2 separate regions of the Ovis aries genome follow, and region 2 is linked to region 1. Evidence: chromatin contacts called from public Hi-C data. All regions are on one chromosome and are shown on one strand. The core of a region is the stretch at or near the end of the contact, and the rest is flanking DNA. Distances in the headings are between cores, read along the strand shown.

The links. A called contact is a pair of places that touch in the nucleus more often than the background predicts.
Region 2: a Hi-C map of muscle shows a contact between it and region 1, with 2.6 times the contacts expected there. The contact joins the promoter of MICOS10 here to the enhancer-like site in region 1. A contact is called at or near these places in 5 of 16 Hi-C or Micro-C datasets (liver, mesenteric adipose tissue, muscle and 1 more).

What each region holds. Positions count from the first base shown.
Region 1 is chr2:246,743,846-246,750,983 of ARS-UI_Ramb_v3.0, reverse strand. NBL1 (NBL1, DAN family BMP antagonist) reads left to right here. Exons shown (of 5, transcript XM_060411486.1): 3 at 6,481-6,675; 4 at 6,797-6,908. The coding sequence starts at 6,509. Among named protein-coding and RNA genes, the nearest start is that of TRNAE-UUC, 13 kb to the left of the region's middle. Within about 2 kb of position 2,738, at least 4 of the 54 cell types and tissues checked have an H3K27ac peak or open chromatin away from gene starts, as enhancers often do.
Region 2 is chr2:246,802,513-246,809,650 of ARS-UI_Ramb_v3.0, reverse strand. It overlaps MICOS10 (mitochondrial contact site and cristae organizing system subunit 10), which reads left to right and starts at 4,544. Exons shown (of 4, transcript XM_027965600.3): 1 at 4,544-4,639. The coding sequence starts at 4,576.

The sequences.
Region 1 (7,138 bases), core at 1,489-3,988:
TGCCGGCGGCCCCCTTCAGTGGCCCCATTCGAGGAAGTCCCGGCAGGCACTCCTTCCAGGACCTGCGGTGGTTGCCTCGCCCTTGCCGGTCACCCAGCCCAGGGCCGCGGCCGGGAACGCCACGCCCTCCGCACCCGCAGCGTGCGCGGCCTGGCAGCCGGGCCCCGCCTGTTTTCACCGAGTTGCTGGTCTCTCGGGGACCCCAGCCCTTCAGCCGAGGGCTCAAGGATTAGAGTTTGAGCGGCATCTTGCTCTCGGCTCCCACCCTGGCAAGCAGAAAACCCTCGCCCAGCCGTTGTCTTCTCTGCTTGAGTTTCTTCCCCTAAATTCAGTTCCTTTCAAGGCAGACACAGCCCTGGATTTAGACATTCTGGGACCCGCTGAGGATCTAGTAGGAGGGAGGGGTGGTGGAGAGGGAAGCAGAAGGGGGAGGGGGCGTGGGAGGCAGAAGGGCGTGGGCAGGGTTCAGAGAGGGTGAGTAGCCCTGAGTGACTCCAGGCCCCTGCTCCCAGGGACATCTGCTGAGCACCGCCTGTGACGGGCGCCCTCTCCCGAAATTTCCGTGCACTCTGCAGATTAACTCTCACCGTTGCCCTAAAAGGTGCCCCCATCTTGCAGATGAGGAAACTGAGGCACAGAAAGGTCCAAGTGAGAGAATTCCCTGGTGGTCCAGCGGTTAGGGCTTGGTGCTTTGACTGCCAAGGGTCCATCCCAGTTCAGGGAACCAAGGTCCCACAAGCTGCACAGTGGCCAAGACAAAAAAAAAAAAAAAGGGTTCAAGTGAGTGAGCTAGGGGTTGAACCAGGGTCTGTCGCAGCCTCAGTTGTGAATGGAGGAGACCAGACCCTGTCCTTCGTGAGTGTTGGGGGGGAGTCGCAGGGGGAGGAGGAAACGGGGAGGGTAGAGACTGGGGGCATCTGGTTTGATCCATTGGAGAAGTATGTCCCCACTAACCCCACCTGCCTTCTGTGAGAATACAGGTGTCACCTGAGCCCACAGGGAGGAACTTCCAGCCTCAAGTGGGAGAGGTTTCCAGAGGAAGTTCCAGAAAGCAGAAGCTGGAGCTGGGGAAAGGCTTGCCTTCTTCTAAGGAAGGCTTTGCTGGCCCTGCATGTGTGCGTGTGTGTGTGTGTGTGTGTGTGTCTGGGGGTGAGTGGACCATTGTACCAATACAGTGTTGGATTACCTGGCCTTAAGGACCCTGAATATTCAGATTTATCCAAGAGAGGAAACGGAGAGGGTGATGGTTCACTTGTTTTGTGAAGCTGACTCTTTGCTCTGCACTGGTGCTCTACAGTGAAGGGGTGGGCCAGGGGTTTTCCTTGAAACCTCAGTCCCTCTGGTGAATTTAAGGGTTGATTGTAGGCACCAGGCCCAGAGGCGGGTGGGTGGCTGCTGTCAGCCGTGCTGTTCTGGGGACCCTTCCCTGGGGAGTTGTGGGGGCTCCTGACCTGACCGGGCCTCAGCTCCACGTGGGACCGGGCTCACGTGCCTGGATCCGGGCTCACGTGCCTGGGTCCGGGCTCACGTGCCTGGGTCCGGACTGTGGGGTCGGTGTATCCGGGGCTGGGCCCCGGGTGCCTGAGTTGTTGGTAAGCATCTCGGGGAAGATGCCGGGTTCTGGAGGGTGTGAGGACCAGCAGGCCTGACTCGGAAGCCGGCGTCCGTGCTCGTCTGCATGGGGTCCGGAGTGGGATTTGAACTCTGCCCTGTGGGGCAGCCAAGCTTCCAGCCCTGGCCATGGCTGAACCCCAGAGAGCTGCTCGGCCTAAGAGACACGGCCTCAGCCCCTGGGGTGGGGCGGGGAGCCCTGGCCTCTTGCGTGGTGCAGACCGTTCCTTGTCTTCCTCTCCTGTGAACCTTTCCAGCTTATCCTGCTTGTCTGTTTCATACCTCGGCTTTAGCCAACACTGGTGTGTCAGTCAGCTTGAGCGACTCTCGCAATCTCCTGGTGCCTCAGTTTCTTCATCTGTAAAATAGGGAAAATACAGTATCTATTTCCTAGAACCGAATAAATGAATATATGTATATATACATATATATATGTATATATAAGCCTTAGAGGGCTTCCCTGGTGGCTCAGACAGTAAAGCGTCTGCCTGCAATGCAGGAGACCTGAGTTTGACCCCTGGGTTGGGAAGATGCCCCAGAGAAGGAAATGGTAACCCACTCCAGTACTCTTGTCTGGAAAATTCCTTGGATGGAGGAGCCTGGTAGGCTACAGTCCATGGGGTCGCAAAGAGTCGGATACGACTGAGCCGCTTCACTCACTGTAAGCCTTAGAACAGCGCCTGGCCCACAGTCAGGAGCAGCTCTAACTACTGGGAAGCCAAGAGGGGGTGTGCTGGGCTAATACCCACAAACCCCTCCTGGCCTTACTGTGCTGGTAACTATACTCCTGAAATCAGTCCAGAATTGAGACTCTCTGCCCCCTCGCCCCCCAGCTATCTGACTGCTGCTCTGAACAGCTGCTTCCTTCCTCAATCTCCCCTCCAGGCTCTGAACCCCTGGGGGCCCCCAACTTCAGCACACTCTGGGCTCCTAGATGGTGCTTGGGAAACCAGCGTCCAACTTCAGGGAATCGCATGGTCTAGAGGAAGGACACTGCTCGTCCTGACTGCTGGGCCCCTGGGACCACCCCACTGCAAAGCACGGGGGTCGGCTTGGGGGACCTCCTTCCCACTCTGACATTCTGGGCGACCCATGACTTGTGTGAGCCTCAGGGCAGGAGGAAGGGATGAGACCCTGGGGGAGGTTCTCAAGTCTTCAGGAAGGAAGCTCCGACTTGTATCAAAAAAAACCCCAAACAACTGAGCTGCTGCTTAAAAAAAAACAAAACACAAGCCAACAAAAAATAAAAGCTGCTAGCAGAGAGCTGACCCCAGCGGGAAGCGGGGCGGGGGCAGCAGGGGCTCTTGGGGGCTGGGTGGGAGAGGGGCTCCCTGTCTCCTGGCCCAGCCCAGCCCGGCCTCCACGTCACCCCCCGGGCGAAGGGCACCGTCCTGAGTGGGGTGCCTACTGGCTGCTCTCATCGCATCCTGGCCGTGGTTTTCAAGGACTGGGCTCCGCTCCTGTCGTGGGGCTGAGGTTGCTGGGCAGAGAGGTGAACCGTACCGCTGGACCCGCGCCGGTGGGGGGCCTGGGGCTGGAACTTAGGAGGCTCCCTGGCCGGGCTTCTGCTGGAGCTCAGGGCTCCTGGCTCGGGGAGGCCGAGCGTGGCCGGGCCTGGGCTTGGGGAGAGGCCAGGCCTGGCGGACTGGGTTGGAGCACCCCACTGTGGGCCCAGCTGTGCCCGAGACGGGGTGGGGAGCTAAGGGAGGTGGCTTCTTCCTCAGCGTCTCTCCTGCCTTCTGGGCGTCTGCTCCAACCTGACCCAAGGGAGCAGTCCTCACCCTCCAGGGCGGCAGGTCTCCTGAAGCATCGTTATCCCACCTCCACTGAACCTTGTTAGGAACCTCATGCCCATCTCAATCCCTTAGCGGGGTCCCGGCCCCCAGCCCCAGTTCCAGCATCTACCCATCCCAGCCCCAAACCAGCCCCGCGCTCACCTCTGCACGGCTTCACTCCTATCCTAAGGGAGCCTACCATCATTCCCTGCCCGCCTGACCTGGCCTTGTTGAGGAGCCCTGCAGGGGTCAGGCACTGGACAAGAGTCCTTGGGCCTCTCCGAGGTCTCGCCGGGGGAGCCTCAGGGAGCCCCCTAAGTGGGCCTCCGCCAGCGTTCTAGGCTCAGGCCCCGACTCAGAGCCTAGGTCCTTGGGGATGGAAAGGGAGTTGGTGGGGTGACGGAGCCTCCTGGGTGCTAAGGGTGCTGGAAAATTAGGTCGCCAGTTAGGAACACGTGCGTTATATTTTCTTAGGTTGTGGTTGTCCTGAAAACATGGGCTTTGCTGTCCGTCTAGAGAGTGAGACCGGAAATGTGTGGGCGACGGCCTGGGTCAGGACGCAGACTTCCCTGGGATGGGGCAGACTGTCTGGACTCACCTCCCACTGCTCTGCCCGCTGCGCCCTCCCCGCTGGGCTGGGAGCAGGATTCCCCCGGGCACTGGGGGAGATGGGACTTGTCTCTGCTTTCGGGGACCGTGTGCAGGGAGAGGGGGCAGGATCTGAGCTGAACTTGCTCAGAGCCCTGTGGAGGTGGTCGCAGCCCTGCAGGCCAGCCCCCAGGCCCTCCCTGGAAGCCCCGTGGAGCCCGCCCAGAGGGTCAGCCTGCAGGAGCCGGCAATCCCCGAGCACCTCTCACTTCCCGGCTTTTCACCAAGCACCTGCCCCTTTCAGCAGAAAGTGGGCCAAGGGTAAGGGTGGTTCTGAAGGAGGTGTCTGGCCCTTGGCTAGCCTGACTAGTACCTGGCATCCGTGGGGCTGATGGGACCATACTTGGCCCTTGCTCCCAGTTCAGCCCCACCCAGGCCCCTCTGGGGACTGTCCTGAGGCACAGAACCCCAGTTTGACTGAGCCAGACCACTTCTTAAGCCCACCCTGCGTATCAGAACCACCATGGAAGCTTGTAAAAACAAAACAAACACCCCACCCTGCAACTTCCACTCCACGAGTCCCCAGGGAATTCTGATGCCCTACCAGGTTTGCAAATCGGCAGTGCGGGGCACCTCACTCATATTACAGGTGGGGACCCTGAGGCTGGAGTGTCCAGGGTCTCACGGCACACGTGGATGCCTGACTCCCAGTCCAGGGCCTTTACCCCAGTGTCTTGCCCCCAGAGGACCGCCTTGTAAGCACTGCCCTCATTTCCGAATGTCTCTGAAGCTTCCCTCCTCCACGGTTTTTGCAGGGGGCCGTCGGTGAAACCTGCAGAGGATGAAGCTGGGGGACACTAGGAAGATCCCCCCTGAGCCCACGCTTCGGACACACACGCTGCCCTGCAGCGCCCTCTGCTGGCAGATTCTATTAGCGCCTTGGTGCATGGCACCCCACTCGAGCACTCTTGCCTGGAAAATCCCTTGGACAGAGGAGCCTGGTGGGCTGCAGTCCATGGGGTCGCCAAGAGTCATACATGACTGAGCGACTTCACTTTCCCTTTTCAGTTTCATGCATTGGAGAAGGAAATGGGAACCCACTCCAGTGCTCTTGCCTGGAGAATCCCAGGGACGGCGGAGCCTGGTGGGCTGCCATCTTTGGGGTTGCACAGAGTCGGACACGACTGAAGCGACTTAGCAGCAGCAGCCTCGCTCCAGACAATTCAGAGGGTCCGGCCCTTGGCTTGGATCATCTCTTGTTTGACTCAGAGGGTAGAATGGAGCCGCAGACAGTGATGTGTGTGTCGACTTTGGACTTGGAGCATCCAGAAGAGCAATACAGTCTAGTTTGGGGCTGTTTTTTCTTTTTCACCCGAGGTTCAGCCAGCCAAAGGGGCCCAAGATTTCACAGTGACAGGGAGATGGTTAGCTTTCCCGATGCCGGAATGCTGGTAGCCACGCTGGTGACAGGAGGCGTGGCCCTGGAGGACCCACAGCAGTCCAGTGAGGAGGGGCTAGTGACTGCTCGGGACTCAGCCGGGTGCTTGGAAACGGGTTCAGTACGCACCACAGTCCATCGTCACACAGCATCACCACCACCCTTTTATACCCCACCCTTCTTAGTTGAAGAAAGTGAGGTCCAGAGATAAAGAGTAATCTGCTTGGGGCTTACCTGATGGCCCGGCGGCTGGGCCTCCGCACTCCTAATGCAGCGGGCAGGGTTTGGTCCCCGGTCAGGAACTAGATCCCCCACGCTGCTGCAATGACCGAAGATCCCGCACGCCCCAGCTCAGACCGGGCCAGCCAGATACATACATGAAGGTTAAAAGTAGCTCTTGAAAGCCCCTTGGATGGCAAGGAGATCCAGCCAGTCCATCCTAAAGGAGCTCAGTCCTGGGTGCTCACCGGAGGAATGATGCTGAAGCTGAAACTCCAATACTTTGGCCACATGCTTGTGAAAATCTGACTCATTTGAAAAGACCGTGATGCTGGGAAAGATTGAAGGCAGGAGGAGAAGGGGACGACAGAGGATGAGATGGTTGGATGGCATCATCGACTCAATGGACATGAGTTTGAGTAAACTCTGGGAGTTGGCGATGGACAGGGAGGCCTGGCGTGCTGTGTCCATGGGGTCGCAAAGAGTTGGACACGACTGAGCGACGGAACTGAACTGACTGAAAAGTAACTTACTTTAAAGCTACAAAGCAAGTTATAAAGATGACTAACACATATGCAATGTGTATTATCTGCTGGTCTCTCTGCTCAGAGCTTTTCATGAAATACCTTATTTAATCTCCACGATACATATCCGATGCTCGCAATATTAGCAGCCCCAGGTCTGAGTTTCCTACAGGAGAAATAACTTGTCCAAGGTTGTGCTTGGCTAGGAAGCGGTAGAGATAGGGCTTGAACCCAGGGAGTCAGGGGTCACACCTGTAACACCACTGCCGCCGCCCTCTGCCCAGCCTCCCGGGCCCTGCCGGCCTCACCTGCGGTCTGTGCTCAGTCCTAGGGCTCCAGAGGCCGTGGGCACGATGCTGCGGGTCCTGGTGGGGGCTGTCCTGCCCGTCATGGTGCTGGCTGCACCTCCGCCCATCAACAAGCTGGCCCTGTTCCCGGATAAGAGCGCCTGGTGTGAGGCGAAGAACATCACCCAGATCGTGGGCCACAGTGGCTGTGAGGCGAAGTCCATCCAGAACAGGTGGGATCCCGGGGGGCGGTGGCTGGGTGGGGTCCGTGCAGGGGCCCAGAGCGGAGGAAGGAGACGGGCTGCCCGTGCCTGGTGCCGCCGCAGCGACGCGGACAGCGGTCTCCTCTCGCAGGGCCTGCCTGGGACAGTGCTTCAGCTACAGCGTCCCCAACACCTTCCCGCAGTCGACGGAGTCCTTGGTGCACTGTGATTCCTGCATGCCGGCCCAGTCCATGTGGGAGATCGTGAGTACAGCCCGCCCGGCCCGGCCTCCCCGAGCCTGGGCCCCGCGGGTGCGGGGCCGCTGCTGGGGGCACGCGCGGTCCTTGCCGCCTGGGGGTTCGCACGTCTGACGACAGCACCTGCAGGAAACGAGCTCTTTCTGAAGCTTGCTTCTGACATCAGCTGCTTGTTGAAATGCTCTCGGAGGCGTCCCACCGTTAGAGAATGAGACCCAGATCTCCGCCGTGCCCCT
Region 2 (7,138 bases), core at 3,295-5,794, 57 kb before region 1:
ACTACATCACTTAAAAGCAAGGAGGGACTTCCCTGGTGGTCCAGTGGTTAATACTCTGCAGGGGTCATGGGTTCAATCCCTGGTTGGGGAACTAAGATCCCACATGCTTAGTGGGAGCCTGGTGGGGGTGGGGGGTGAAGAATAACACAGAAGTCAGAATAGTAGTTATGCTGGCCCAGAAGGAGGGATATGACCTGGCAAAAGACACCCCAGAGAGAGGGCTTCTGAGGCACCAGTAAAGTTGTTTTTACAATAATGTGTTGCTGCTGCTGCTGCTGCTAAGTCACTTCAGTCGTGTCCGACTCTGTGCGACCCCATAGAGGGAAGCTCACTTGGCTCCCCCGTCCCTGGGATTCTCCAGGCAAGAGCACTGGAGTGGGTTCCCATTTCCTTCTCCAATGCATGAAAGTGAAAAGTGAAAGTGAAGTCGCTCAGTCGTGCCCAACTCTTAGCGACCCCATGGACTGCAGCCCACCAGGCTCCTCCGTCCATGGGATTTTCCAGGCAAGAGCACTGGAGTGGGGCGCCATCGCCTTCTCCGACAATAATGTGTTACAGTATATTTATGCTGTAGGCACGTTTCTATATGCGTGTTATATTTCACACATACACATGTTTCAAGAGAGAAAGTGGGGAGGACAGCATCTGGGCTTTGGAAACAAATGAGGAAACTACTCACTAGCTTTTCTGACTTTGAAAGTATTGCACAAGGGGCAAAACGCTACAAGAGCCCTCTTGGTGACGGTGGTGGCTCAGTTGCTAAGTAGCCTTTGACTCTTTGCACCCCATGGACTGTAGCCTGCCAGGCTCCTCTGTCCATGGGATTCTCCAGGCAAGAATACTGGAGTAGATTGCCATTTCTTTCTCCAGGAAGACCCTTCTTAGAGAAAGAATATATGAAACAAAAAATGCAAATCGCCCTTTAAGAAAGGAATTAGACTTTAATTGAAGGGGAACTAAAAAAAAAATACTGGAATATAAAAGGCTTTTATTTATGCAGGTGCTGTGCTATAAAATATTTTAGTTTGTGTTGTTAATGAAACTGGATTTACAACCTAGTAAACCAAACAAAGAGCTTATGTTTAGTTGATTAATAGTTGGGGTTAAAATTTACTCAACTTTTTTCCACGTTTTTTCTATTCAATGTAAAACAGTATTGGCTCTCTTACTGTGAAATTGCTCTAATACAAGACTGTCTTTACCAGTTTGAAAGGCAAACTTCTATCTTTGTGAAATTTGCTCCATACAACTGGGAGAAGTTCTAATGATGGTAATAATAGCTTGTACAAAGAATTCCAATTAGGAACCAAGCAATTCTTTAGGCAGTTTGTAGTTGCTAAAATGTTTGGACATGACACTATCATCCTGATGACTTCCTTACTTTGTGATACAAGAACAGATTCCAGGGTCATCTGGAATTTTTCTGGCTTGAACCCTGAAGCCTCGGTTATTTTCCCAAGGTGACCTGGGTTCTTTAAATAGAGAATGGTATTTAGAAGCCAAGATACAGGCTTTCTTATTGCTACTGGTGTATCATTGTTTTTAGGCCCTCTCCGCAGACAGGATTGGGAAACACATAGGATCAGGAAACACACATTTTTATATCTATCTCTATTTTAAAAAAGCACAGTTATTCTGCTGTGTATGGTCTTCGGTGCGGCACACGAGATCTTCATTGCGGTGTGAGGATGCTCTAGTTATGGCACAAGGGCTTAGCTGCTCCATGGCAAGAGGGGTCTCAGTTCCCCAACCAGGGATCCTTGCGCTGGAAGACCGATACTTAACCACTAGAGCACCCTCTCTCTATTAAATACAGTGAATTCATACTGATACTCTCAGTTCCAATCCAACAGCAAAAAAATATTTTCAAGCTTTTTCCATGTTTGTTACTCCCTGCTCCAGCACTGAGAAATCTATTTTTAATCATTTTGAGTATAACTAAATTTGTAGAGTGTATTGCTGAAGATTTTTTGTAGTGATGTTCCTAAAAAAATTTTTTTCCCCACTTGATCTTTTTTCTCCAAAAACTATAAAAACTCCAGAGTCTTCATTTATTTTATTCATTCAACCAACATCTATTCATCAAACAAACACTATGTGTCACATAAGGTTCTAGGGCTGGGGATATAGCAGTGAGCAAAGCATCATATTGGGAGAGGAACTGTGGAAAGAAAATAACAGATACAAACTAGGAAAAAGCTGCAATCTGAACCCAGACAGCCTGGCTCCAGAATTCACGCTCTACCATCTGCCTCTGATTGCTTTCGTAATTTGCTCTCGGCCTTCTACAAAAGTTTACAACCCTCTTGAATCCAATAAATGCGTCTGTCAGCTTCTAAATCTACACACTGCAGAGCCTTGTGCATCTTCCACGTTACCTAACGTCTCTGAGACTCAGTTTCCAAATCTTTGAAAATTAAGATACTCAAATCACTTGCTGTGAGGATAAAGGAAACGAGTTGCCCGGTGCTATCTGCGACACATCATAGGGATGCGGTGAAGTTAATTGTCCTTTTCTTTTTCAACACAAATACTGCACTACAAAGTTCCCCCAGAAAAGAGACTTTGTTTTCTCTAACTCAATCAATCATTTATATATTCATTCTTACATCCATTCAAAAAGCCGTTATTGAAAATCAACATATACTAGGCTCTCTGCTGGTCGTCAGGGATATAGAAATGACATAGGCCCATTCTCAAGGAGCTCACAGTCACATCCAAGAGTCATGCAAACAATTACCACACAATCTGATATGCTGCTCAGATGAAGACTGGATGAAGAGAGGTCATGGAAGAAGGCTTCCTGAAAGAAGGGGCCCTGTCACAGCAAGGACTACTAAAACAGTTCTGCTCTTAAGGATGCCGAGAACAAACGAATAAGTAAATGAGTGAATGAATTTAATTCAGCTGAAAAAATATTTCTTAGAAGCTCCTACTGTCCAAGGCCTTGTGCTCTGAATTGGGAGTGTGCAGATGAGCAAGGGGCAACTCAGGCCTTTAAGGAGCTTCTAGTTTTAGTGGCAGATACAAATATCAACAGGTGTTTCAGCACAATGTAGAGACTCCGTGGGCCGGGTGAGCTGCTGCCGCAGTAGGGAGGTGGAGGGAGGCTCCAGGCTGTATTAGTGGATGCAGAGGGTCTCTAGGTTTCCTAAAATTAACTCACTGAAGCTTGAATATAACCAGTAGATGAATAGGGGTCATTGACAGCTTCTAATCAGAGGAATGAAAATGAAGTGTTAGTCGCTTGGTCATGTCTGACTCTTTGTGATCCCATGAACTGTGGCCCGCCAGACTCCTCTGTCCATGGAATTCTCCAGGCAAGGCTATTGGGAGTAGGTAGTCATTCCCTTCTTCAGGGAATCTTCTCGACTCAGAGATCCAACCTGGGTCTCTCCCACTGCAGGCAGATTCTATACCACCTGAACCACCAAAAGTGAAAGTGAAGTCGCTCAGTCATGTCCGACTCTTTGCGACCCCATGGACTGCAGCCTAGCAGGCGCCTCTGTCCATGGGATTTTCCAGGCAATAGTACTGTAGTGGATTGCCATTTCCTTCTCCAGTGGAATCTTCCCAATCCAGGGATCGAACCCAGGTTTCCCTCATTGTGGACAGACGCTTTACCGCCTGAGCCACCAGGGAAGTCTGAACCACCAAGGAAGCCCCATAAGAACAAAAGGATCAAATCTGCATTTGTTGGTAGACTAGAGGGAGGAAACGGGAAGGGAAAACTAAATGACCCAGGCGAAGAGGCTGAATTATGAATAGGAAGGTTGATCAGGAGACAGAATTTAGCAATGCTTGCAATTACTTAGGGAGAATATGTACAGAGGATTGACGGCACTCCAATGAAGCAACACTCCAAGCAGCTGGGAGAGGAAGCAAACCGGCAACGGCCCTCTGAAGAGACGAGTCAGAGGAGGAGATTTAGCAGAGACTGGTGTCCTGGGAGCCACATGAATAAAGAGAAGGCAGCGACAAGGAGGATCGAGAACGAGAAAGCGGCTGCGTCCAATGCCGTACAGAGGTCACAGGCGTCCCCTGGTTTGGCAATAAGTGACCTTTGCCTGGGCAATTTCTGTGGTAAGAGGTGACGGCGGGAGCTCCACGGCAATAAATGAGGGAACGTGGGAGGAGAAAAAAGCCAAGGTGAGGCGACGAAGGAAGAGACCGTAGCGCGGTGCCCTCACTCGCCCTGGGGAATTTCCAAGGCCGGAGTCGGGAGCTGGTGTAGTGAAAGGAACCTTCCCAGACAGGGCTCTGGATGCCGCCTAGGAAACCTGTCTGCCTCGCAACCCTTAGGTAGGCGCAGCTCCAAGGTCAGGGTCACCTCAGGCCTCTGCCACCCGTCACCTTGACGACCAATTGCCAAAAAAAAAAAAACCCAAAAACCCCGGAAAGAACGGAAGTAGTCAGATCATCTCGCGATATCTGGTGCGCCGGCGCCGTCAGCCTTCCGGGCTTGGGACCGGCGGCCGGCTATCGCGAGACTTGCCTGGGGGCGGTGGGGGAGGGGCTCTGAGCGCGGGGCCCGACGGTCCGGAAAGCTGGAGCGGCTGCTGCTGGCGGGGGAACATGTCGGAGTCAGAGCTCGGCCGGAAGTGGGACCGGTGCTTGGCGGACGCCGTCGTGAAGATAGGTGAGGGGCTCCTCGTCGTGTCCGGCCGGCGCCGCCCGGAGCCGAGTCGTCGGCTCTAGGGCCCGCTGACTGGGAGGGTGGAGGAGAAGCCCCGCGAGAGGTCCACTCGCGGGGTGAGAGGTCAGGCCGTGCGGCCTGTTCCAGCCACTCAGGCCGGGGCTCGGGGCCCCCGGGGCCCAGGTCACTTGAGCGGGCTGGGGAACACGGGCCACGGGAGCCTGGGGACGCTGCCCGAAGTGGGAGGGGTGCAGCTGCAGCAGCCCCGAAGAAGTGGGGGTCGCGTCGGCAGGCGGCCGGAGAGTTGCGGGGAAGCGGCGTGTGCAAGGGCTCAGGGGCCAGGGGCTGGGGGTTCTCCCTGGGGTCACGGCTCTCTGAGGCCACGTTCTTCCCCTGCTGAATTAAAAGTGCCTGCCGAGAAGGTCATCTGCAACCTTTTGTAGATTCTGCCAGGCCTCACGTGGGTCGCTGCCATTCCCAGCTTGGAACCTGACTTATCAGCCTCGGAGTAGTTTGAGGCCTGAAAGCGGGGACATGAGTGCTGTTCATCTGGACGGAGAATCTACTCGGAAAGTTAAGAAGCCGATTGGTCCCTCTTGAGCCCGTCGTGTCACTCGTGTAGCTTTTCACATGCGCTCCGTGACGACACAGACTAAAGTCAGTGCTCGGAGGGGAGAGTTCAGTCGCTCAGTCGTGTCCGACTCTTTGCGACCCGGTGGACTGCAGCACGCCAGGCCTCCCTGTCCATTGCCAGCTCCCGGAGTTTACTCAGACTCAGGTCCATCGATGCCATCCAACCATCTCATTCTCTGTCGTCCCCTTCTCCTGCCTTCAATCTTTCCCAGCATCATGGTCTTTTCTAAGGAGTCAGCTCTTGGCATCAGGTGTCCAGAGTATTGGGAGTTTCAGCTTCAGCATCAGTCCTTCCAGTGAATATTGAGGACCAGTTTCCTTTAGGATGGACTGGCTGAGACTTGGAACCTGATTTATCAGCCTCATAGTAGTTTGAGGCCTGAAAGCAGAGACATTAGTGCTGGTCATCTGGAAGGAGAATTGACTTGGAAAGTTAAGAGGCCGAGTGGTCCCTTTTGAGCCCGTCTTGTCACCTGATGTAGCCTTTTAACATGTGCTCCGTGACGACCCGGACTGTGAAGTCAGTGCTGGGAGGGAAGAGGAGAACTTTTGCTGAGTGCCAGACTCTGCTCAGTGTGCAGTGAAGGAATGTGGTCAGGGCCTGGTGGTGGTTTAGTTGCTCAGTTGTGTCCGACTCTTTGTGACCCCATGGACTTTAGCCCGCCAGGCTCCTCTGTCCATGGGATTTCCCAGGCAAGAACACTGCAGTGGGTTGCCATGCCCTCCTCCAGGAGGTTTTCCTGACCCAGGGATCGAACCCGGGTCTTCTGCATTGCAGGCAGAATCTTTACCAACTGAGCTATGAGGAAAGCCCAGGGCCCAATCAATGGCAAAGTTGGGAATTTAACCCAGGTATTTTGGCTTCACGTCCCATGCTTTTCTTCAATACTTTTATTACCTGAATTTGGTATTTTTGTATGAAAATCTTAAAGCGTATTTAAGAGGATTTAGGATTGTGCTCTTGAATGAAAATATTGGAAAAGAAGCAAAACTGTAAGCAGGAATGTTTCCTGGTTTATTCACTGTGTTAGCTTCAGCCCCCAGAATAGTGCTTAATAAACAGTGTTGAGAATGAGTCAGTAAATGAATTTATCGCAGCTTTCAGTTCACCACTTACCAGCTGTGTGATTTGGGGCAAGTTATTTAACCTCTCTATGCCTGCTTCCTAATTTGTATTGAGTAAATTGGCCATAATATTATTACTGTCTTACAGAGTTGTTTTGAGGATTAAATGAGTGAGTTTATGTAGAGGCTTAACTGTGAAATGGGGATTAAGACAGATTTACCTAAAAAGATGCTGAATGTTGAAGGACAGAAAAGTATACAAGGTATTTGCGCAATGCCTGGCACTTACTATGTAGTCAGTAAATAGTGATAGTAATAATTGTTGATGTTAGTATTATGCCACTGATGATCAGGCTTCTCAGGTGGCTCAGTGGTAAAGAATCTGCCTGCTGATGTAGGAGACGCAGGAGACATGGGTTTGATCACTGGGTGGGGAAGATCCCCTGGAGGAGGAAATGGCAGCCCACTCCAGCGTTCTTGCCTGGAGACTCCCATGGACAGAGGAGCCTGGAGGGCTACAGTCCCCGGGGTCGCAGAGTTGACCCGACTGAGCGACTGGGCATGCACACACACACTGAAGATCACCCGGGGCGGTGAGTAGTGTGTGCCATGCGTGAGCGGGACGTTGTGGGAGTGGGGGCATACCAGGTGGAATGATTAAATGAAGCATGAAGTGACGCTCAGCTGTGTCCGAGTCTTTGCGACCCCGTGCACCAAACAGTTCATGGGATTCTCCAGGCCAGAGTACTGGAGTGGGCAGCCTTTCCCTTCTCAAGGGGATCTTCCCAACCCGGGGATCGAACC